2 separate regions of the Pan troglodytes genome follow, and region 2 is linked to region 1. The links are chromatin contacts, called in public Hi-C maps. All regions are on one chromosome and are shown on one strand. Each heading gives the region's core, a stretch centred on a gene start, on an enhancer-like site or on the middle of the called end of the contact. The rest is flanking DNA. Distances are from core to core; before and after follow the strand shown.

Region 1 (3,967 bases), core at 712-3,211:
TCGCGCAGAGAGAAGATGTGCACCTGCGGCGCGCTGGCCACCAGGCAGCCGAGCCACGTGGCGAGCACTGCCAGGCGGTCGGTGCGGCGGCGCAGCGAGCGCAGCGGCTGGCAGATCGCCAGGCAGCGGTCCAGGGACATGAGCAGCAGCAGGTAGGTGGAGGCGAACATGCCCACCACCTGCAAGTACTTGACCAGGCGGCACAGCAGGTCGGGCCCGTAGAAGCGGAAGGTGATGTCCCACAGCAACTGCGGCAGCACCTGGAACACTGCCACCACCAGGTCGGCGATGCTTAGGTGCTTCATGAAGAAGAAGAGGCGCGAGTGCTTCTGGCGTGTGGTGCGCAGCGCCAGCAGCACACACGCATTCCCGCTCAGCGCCAGGAACAGGATGAGACACAGCACCGCCACCTCCACGCGCGCCAGGGCCTCGTTGCGCCGCGGGGGTCCGGCGGTGCGGTTGCCCTCGGCCCCCGGCGGCGCGGCGCTGGCGTTGACTGCCTCGGCGCTCCAGTTGGCTGCGAGCGCGCCCTCCATGACCCTGGCGGCAGCGGTGCGCCCCGGCCTTCGAGCCCTTTACGGCTTGGCGCGGCTGGGCCGGATCCGGCGTGTCGGAGGGTGTAGGGGCGCCTGGGGCTCCACTCCTGGAGACTCCACGGACGGATCTGCTGAGTCCACCCTGAAACAAACCGGGAGGGCCGTGAGGAGACCGCCGCGTTTCTCTTCCGACGCGGGTAGGGCGTGCTTGTCCCATTCCCAGGAACCCAAGTCATCTGAAACAACGGGGCACAACCGCCGGCCTCGGGTTGCTCAGCCGCCACCCCAGAAATCCCCGTTGGAGGTACCTCCTCTGAGCCACTGCAAATGAGCGGGAATCCTCTACCAGCCACAAGCCCAGAGCCCCCAGCGTGCCAGTTCCTTGGGATGTTCAGCGGCTTCCACTGGGGGAGAAGGGAGGGTCAAAATCAGCAACGTTCCTCCGGGAGTGGGAATCTAAAACCAAATCACCTCCCCGAGGGAATCTCCAAACTACCTACTCGCCCCACGCTCCGACCCTCAGCATATCCACCTCCCGCGGGACCCCCAAACCAGCCCCTCTCCTAGTAAACATTAATTCAAGTACTTCCTCAGGAAATCCCCAAATAGCCACTTGCCTGGGAAACCCCAGCTCTGGTCCTTCCCCGTCTAACCCCCTTTTCTAAGACGGTCGGCCGTCACTCCCTGAACTTCCACAGCACCTGATTCGGTGGAAACCCGGTTCTGCAGTCCCTCCTGGGGGAACCCCAGCCTCAAAGCCCAAGATGCCCAAGCGCTGTTCCCAGACCCTGGCATAGACACCTCCCGCGGGGCTCCTCCCCAGCCCGGCAGCCTCGAAAGTTCTGGAACCCCTGACTTGCGCTTTGGACCCAGATAATCAAGGACTCTGAGTCTCAATCCCGAGAAGTCACTTTACAATCTCTCGGAACACCCCGCGCTCCTCCAGGAACAAGGAGTGCGAGGCACCCCACCACCTCCACTCGGGTCCCCATGGCTCCACCGGCCCTAGCCATCCCGTCCACCCCTGCTTAGCACCCAGCTACCTGCACCGAGTCCGCAGGTGAACCTAAAGTTGACTCCCCCCGGGGAAGTTGCACGGCGACTGACGGCCTCAGTGACGCGTGCGCTCCCGGCCCGAGTTGGGATGGCCTGCCGGCTGCACCTAATGTGATGCTAAGCTGAGGTCTCTCACTGGAGCCTCGGTTGGAATCCCCTCGCCGCAGCCTGGCTGGTCGCTGGATGGGTACAGGAGGCGAGCGAGGAGCGCCTCCCAGGCTGCGCGCGCGGACAGCGTCTGGATGCGGCGCTGTGCGCTGGGGCTGAGGCTGCACTATCGCACGGGTCCGCTAGGGGGCGGGCGAGGCCAGCCGCGCAGACCCCTCCGGAGCGGAGCTGGTTCGCCCAGCGTTGGTCCCAGAGCCTTAACAAATGGGTTTATTTTGCACTGGTTTAAAACTGCGAGAGGGAGGGAACTCGTAAATAACCCGCCCGTTTCTTCCTTTCTTGGTGTAGAAGCTCTTGACTCTGAGACACATAGGAGGCTTGAATAATAATGTTTTTCCCCGGGTAGATAGTGATGAAGTTACAAAAGCATTTAAACCGATTATTTCCCAAAAATGATGTTAATTTTCAGGCTTTTCTCTCCCCCCACACCTCCAGCTTGATGTAATGGCTTTAGCAGTGAACTCAAATAAGTCTTTGCTTTGGAATACTTTTGTTCCTATTCCCGTTAATGAGGAATTAGAAATGGCCTCTATTCTAAGCAGTGCTGGGAGAGGCTTTATTTTTTCGGTAGTTTTAGAGGAAATTCTGAAGCACAACACTGTCTTCATTTAAAGTGATTCTGCTTGTCTGCGCCCAAGAGCCGTTTCTGCCTCCTTGTCGCGCTTCGGAATTAAAATTCTAAATGATGCCAAAGGAAGATAAAATGTTAAAGACAGCTGCTCAGCCTCCCTGCCCCTTCTCTATTCTAAAATCATTTCTTGGAGTAATTTACAGTGGCCAAGAATTAAGGCAGAAAAAAAGGCCAGGACTCAAAAATAAACAGGGCTCTTTAAAATGCATTAAATGTGTATTTCCTCCTGACATTTCACTTCTCCGTCTTTTTATTATGTGGAGAGAATTGAGTTAGCCAAGGACTGGGTTTCCTTAATCCACAATTACAGCCCCATGCCGAGATATCCCAGGGGCCAACCTTACAGCACCTGGATCCCAGGGTTCTAGCTGAGTAATCATTCCAGAATGGGACTGGGAATCTTGACAGCATTGCCAAGGGGTGGCAGGCAGTATTAATCAATATTAGTCAATAGTACCTATCGGCCTCGAAAATTATAGATTAAAGTTACAGACGACTCAGGTGAGAATGAAGTGACCTTGGGCAAGCCCCTTCTCTTTGGGCCTCAGTCTCCTTATATGTAAAATGAGAGCACTGGTCAAGATAGCTAATGTCTGAGGTCCTGTCCCTCTGGTTTTCCGAAACTGTATAATCTGTGCAATCTGAGAGTTCAATCCTAGCAGGTAAAACACCCCTGCCTCACTCCACAGCTGGATGAAGGCAGATTTTTCCCTATGAGCCCCTGACTGGTAAATGTGAGAAGGAAAACACTGGCCTGTAGAACCAAGCCTGCCCTTCTTTCTCCTGGAAGACAGCTGCTTTCTAGGGAGCAAGTTTACTGAGCCACTTCACCAAGGACAGACGCTTCTACCCTTTGTAGGGAAGCCTGCCTACCTGTGTGGTCCTCGCGTAGCCCGTGAGACAGCCTAATTCTGGATTCACCTAACAGGGCTATTTAGTCTCATGCAAAAGGTAAATTCTCTAATTTAGTCTTAATCTAAACAACAACAACAACAACAACAAAAGTAATAGTGTGATCCCCATTTCCTGTCTTTTGTTTTATTTCTCATTGTGTGCAGAAACCAGGCAGGAAATAGAGAGGTCCCCTCGAAAACTCCTAACAATGAATAAGACATGCTCCTTCACCTTTGAGCTTCGGCCAGGGAGAAAAACACATATTAGGTTGGTGCAAAAGTAATTGTGGTTTTTGCTATTAAAAATAATGGCAAAAACTGCAATTACTTTTGCATCAACCTAATATTTGCGGTGTGACAACAATAAATGATGTTACAGAAGTGAGGACTGCTGGGGGCTGAGGTAATACTTGGGAGATCGTTTTACAAAGAGGTAGCTGGATTTCAGAGCTCCAGAATGAGTTCTCTAGGAAGCAAAGAAAAAAGGCATACTTCTCAGAGAGTGGTACAGGGGAATCACTTTGGCGTTTTGGAGGAAGGACTAAAGATGAATTGCTTGGTGCCTAGCACATTGCCAGCACTTAATATATACAGTTGACCCTCTATATCCCTGTATCTGTGAGTTCAGTGGATTCAAACAATCGTGGATTGAAAATATTCAGGAAAAAAAAATCCTCAAAGTT
Region 2 (3,967 bases), core at 816-3,315, 200 kb after region 1:
AAAAATTTTACAAATAACTTGAGACTCCAAAGTCTTTCTGTGAATCCTAAGTTAGCAACCATGGATTCTGAGTCAGACTTCTATTCAATAAAAGAAGTAACTTCGGTCAGATCTGCTTCTGGGATCTGATAGTTCTTTGTGCCTGGAAGAGTTCAAGCAAAAATTAGGTGAGAAATTGGCAGATGTGTTATAAAGGAGATTAAAATACTGAAAGGGGCTGGTTTTCTAACCTTAAGATTCCATGATTCCAATGTGAGCAAAAAATATGGGCTCAATCAACTCTCTGGTTGAACACTCACTGAACACTCTGTGGTGCCAAACTCTACATTCAGTGCTGTGGTGAGATACCAAAGTCAGAGAAGACATGGAACCCGCCTCTAAAGAACACTGAAATTGTGGGAATATGTAAAGTGTGCTTAAATCTACAAAGCAGGAGCTTTACAGGTTACAGAGCTCTTTTACTTTCCTTATCCAAGTCAAGCTTCATGACAACAAATTAAAAGGGGAAAGAAGCATTTAACACAGTGCTAATAATAATAAAATATATTCATTGAATGCTTACTACATTCCAGATACTTTCAATCAAGCAGCAAATAATATTTGAGCACCCACTTGGTGTCAGGCACTGCAGTAAGCACAGTGAATACACGGCAGAATCTGTGCCCACATACATCAACTAATTTATTTAATCAATCCTATGAACTGTTATTTTTGTCTCTAATTTATAGTTGAAGAAATTCAGGCTCAGAGAGGTTAAGTTACTAACTGAAGGTCATACAGTTAAGAGGCAGAGAGGAGATTTCACCCAGGACCACTGGAACTCAAATCTGTGCTCTTCTCCACTGCATCCTGGTGCCAAGCCCACAACTCCAAAACTACAGCTTTCCTGGATCATTTCACAATGTCAGCTTCTCATCATGCAGATATCTCAAGTCCCCAAGCACTCTAGACGTCACTGATGACAGCAGGAAGAACAAGGCCTTCTACTTACTTTAGCCTTCACTTAATTCTAAAGTCAAATTTATGAGTCAGTGGGACAGATATTATAATCCCCAAGTCTACAAAACTGAGGAAGAGAAGAAGGCTATCTTAGCCACTGTGAGAAACGGAAATAATCACAGAGCAAGAAGAAACACCAAGCAACTGATCTTTAGCCAGCACAGCAAAGTGCATCTGCTCTTGAGCAAATCCAGGGCCCACCACTACTGTAAATGGAAACTGGTATGCCTTGCCAAAACAGAAAGTGGCCACAAAAATAAATGTTATTTAAGTGAAATAATTAGATGCAATCCAAGATCAGCGCTGAGCCTGAGTCCTGATCTCTGTTTAAGAGACATGAGCACTTGTTAGAGAAGAGTGAAGGTGTCTTAGAGAGGAGTTGGGGCAGTATGTCAGAACAAACCAGCACTAGGTTTATTGAGAATAATCAGAAGAAATGAAAGAGCCTGTAAAGGAGACTACCTGCTTGGCTACGTGATTACATACATGTTATCTGATAAAGCGTCCACCCAAAATCATGTCCGGTGTCACTGTTTAGTGCTTGACACAAAGTAAGCTTTCAGTAAAGAACAGCTGTCAATGTCATTGTTTGGAATAACTGTTTTTCTCCATGTTATTGCTGGGATTGGATCGCAGAATAGCTGGTTCCATAAGACTGCCAACCTCAGCTCACCAGGCTTGTCCTTGTCACTTATCAGAGGAGTAAACTGAGACCCAGAGCCACGCGGTCGGCTAGTGGCAGGGCAGAGCCGGATACCCGGGCCCAGTGCGACGCTCGCGCCTCATCCTTTCTCCTTAAGGCGAGGACAGGCTCCGCAAAGGGAGGGACCTCCCCCCGCAGACACCCGGGAGCTCCCAACCTCCCCGAAGCACTCACCTTCATGACTGCCAGGCCCGGAGGCCACCGAGGCTCGGCCAGGGAGTCCATGGTCGCTCCCGAAGATGCTGGGGGTCAGCCACCCACTAGCCTCCGGCGCGCCAACACCACTCGAAATTCCCCGCGCTACCGCATTACGTCAGCAGCCCGCGACGCGCCAGAGGCGGGCGCGGAGCCTGCCGGAAGTTGTAGTAGTATGTGGGCGGGGCGCCGCTTAAGGGCTTGTACTGCGCATGCGCCAGGCTTCTGCCGCACTTACCTTGAAGAAAGCGAATGGTTAAAAAGCGTAGAGCCAGTTGAATATTAAGAAAAGATAGCCAGGAATCAAACCAAATCCAGACCTCGCCAGATCTGTCAAGGTCTAGGCTCATGACCCCCTCCGGGTGGCCCACCCTAATCGCAATGACTATCCGTCCTTGCTCTGAACAGAAGTTTTTATATCCATTAAGTTATGTCTCCTGTATTACAACACTGGGAGGTAGATGTTAACATTGTCAGTTTACACAAGAGAAGCCTACGCCCGAAAAAGTGGATAGAGTTTCGAGTCAGATTCCAAACAGGACCTCTGGGCTTTAAATGGGAGCTGTTGCTTTTATTCATATTAAAATTTTAATACACAGTTTTTCTTTTTCTTCGGAGAGAAGCACCATTAACTTTGGCATATAGCCTTCTAGATATTTCCTATGCAGATTGACAAAGATTCTTTGCTTGAGCAAACTTTAGTCAGGCTCCTGAACCTTCTCCTAGGCCAATCTGTGTACTTCCTGTAAAAATCCAGTTTTAGCAAAAAACCCTGCTAAATCAAGTTACCAAGAATCCCCACCTTTGATATGTGATCACTCTTGATATCTGATGTGTTCCTCATCCTCCACCATCCCCCAGTTGATGTCTGATCACCCTGGCCTCTTCAGCAAGAATCTACTCTTACCTCTGATGTTTCCTCTTAGTAATTTTTCATGCACTGCTCCCCACCCTGCTTCCTGGCTATAAATTTCCATTTGCCCGTGTTGTATTCAGAGTTGAGCCCAGTTTTCACCAATTGCAAGACACAGTTCCAGCGGTCTCTATACCTACTTGAATTGTCCTGATTAAGTCTTCCTTATTGTGCTTTAACAAATATCATTGAACAATTTTTTTCTTAAACGAGATATAAACATAGATACTTTTTTTCATACATGTTATATTAAATGCATGAGGAATGGAGGTTTACGGTGTCCACCCCCGCCCCCCACTTTGTATCAGCCAATCATAGAACGGCATGCAAATGAACGCAAATGATTGCCAGGCTGAGCTGGAAAATGTGGGATAGTTCTGGATGCGGAGGAAGTGGGGTCTTGGAGAGACAAAGGAAAAGCATTTAAGACCAGGTCCGTGGCCTGAGTGAACCAGTAATTGTTTTTTTCACAGTACTAGTTGGACAAGGTAATTAGGTTTAAGGTGACAAATGGCTGGGAAGGTGAGAGAGGAAGAGAGAGGAGATGAGAAAAAAGAGAAAGAATGGGTAAGGAGAAAGGGAGAGAGAGATAAGACAGGGACAGGAATGTACTTTTTGCATTCAACCATGGAGACAGATTTGGAAGCAGGCAGTACTTGTTGGTCCTGGGGCCAAAATTCATTTCCCTATCTATGGAGAGCCTCCAGGACAGGATGCAGTGCCATTCATCTCTGAGTGTCTGCCAATAGCTGGTGGGTGAGGCTGAATGAATGGATGAATCACCGACTAAGCCCACATTCCCATAAATCTTTTCCTCCCAGGCTGAGCATTTCTCTTCCTGCCATCTTCAGCAGCACCAGGGTGATAGATCCCATCAAGCCCACCTCTAGGCCCAGGAAGGAAAGTTCAAGAACACAAGCGCACTTTGAGCTCAGGAAAAGGCATTTGTCTTGGGTGTTTATCTAACCCTGGGAGCCATTCTCCTCTTAACAAGCTGCTGTTTGTACGGACCTTCTCCTTCTGTTAGATCAATAAAGAGATTGTACTTCCTTATTCAGGACTAAAAACAACATGTTCCATGTAAAATAAAAGCAGGCTAGTGTTTAGTGGAATCTTCTGTGGCACACAGCACACAGTGAGGAGTCAGAATAGGATGG

The links. Hi-C and Micro-C count contacts between places; a contact is called where the count stands out from the background.
Region 2: a contact with region 1 is called in a Hi-C map of stem cell-derived neural progenitor cells, with 3 times the contacts expected there. The contact joins the promoter of RAD18 here to the promoter of OXTR in region 1. A contact is called at or near these places in 2 of 7 Hi-C or Micro-C datasets (induced pluripotent stem cells and stem cell-derived neural progenitor cells).

What each region holds. Positions count from the first base shown.
Region 1 is chr2:12,804,161-12,808,127 of NHGRI_mPanTro3-v2.0_pri, forward strand. It overlaps OXTR (oxytocin receptor), which reads right to left and starts at 1,962. Exons shown (of 4, transcript XM_063805302.1): 1 at 1,580-1,962; 2 at 845-940; 3 at 1-678. The coding sequence starts at 536.
Region 2 is chr2:13,001,271-13,005,237 of NHGRI_mPanTro3-v2.0_pri, forward strand. It overlaps RAD18 (RAD18 E3 ubiquitin protein ligase), which reads right to left and starts at 2,066. Exons shown (of 13, transcript XM_063805301.1): 1 at 1,877-2,066. The coding sequence starts at 1,927.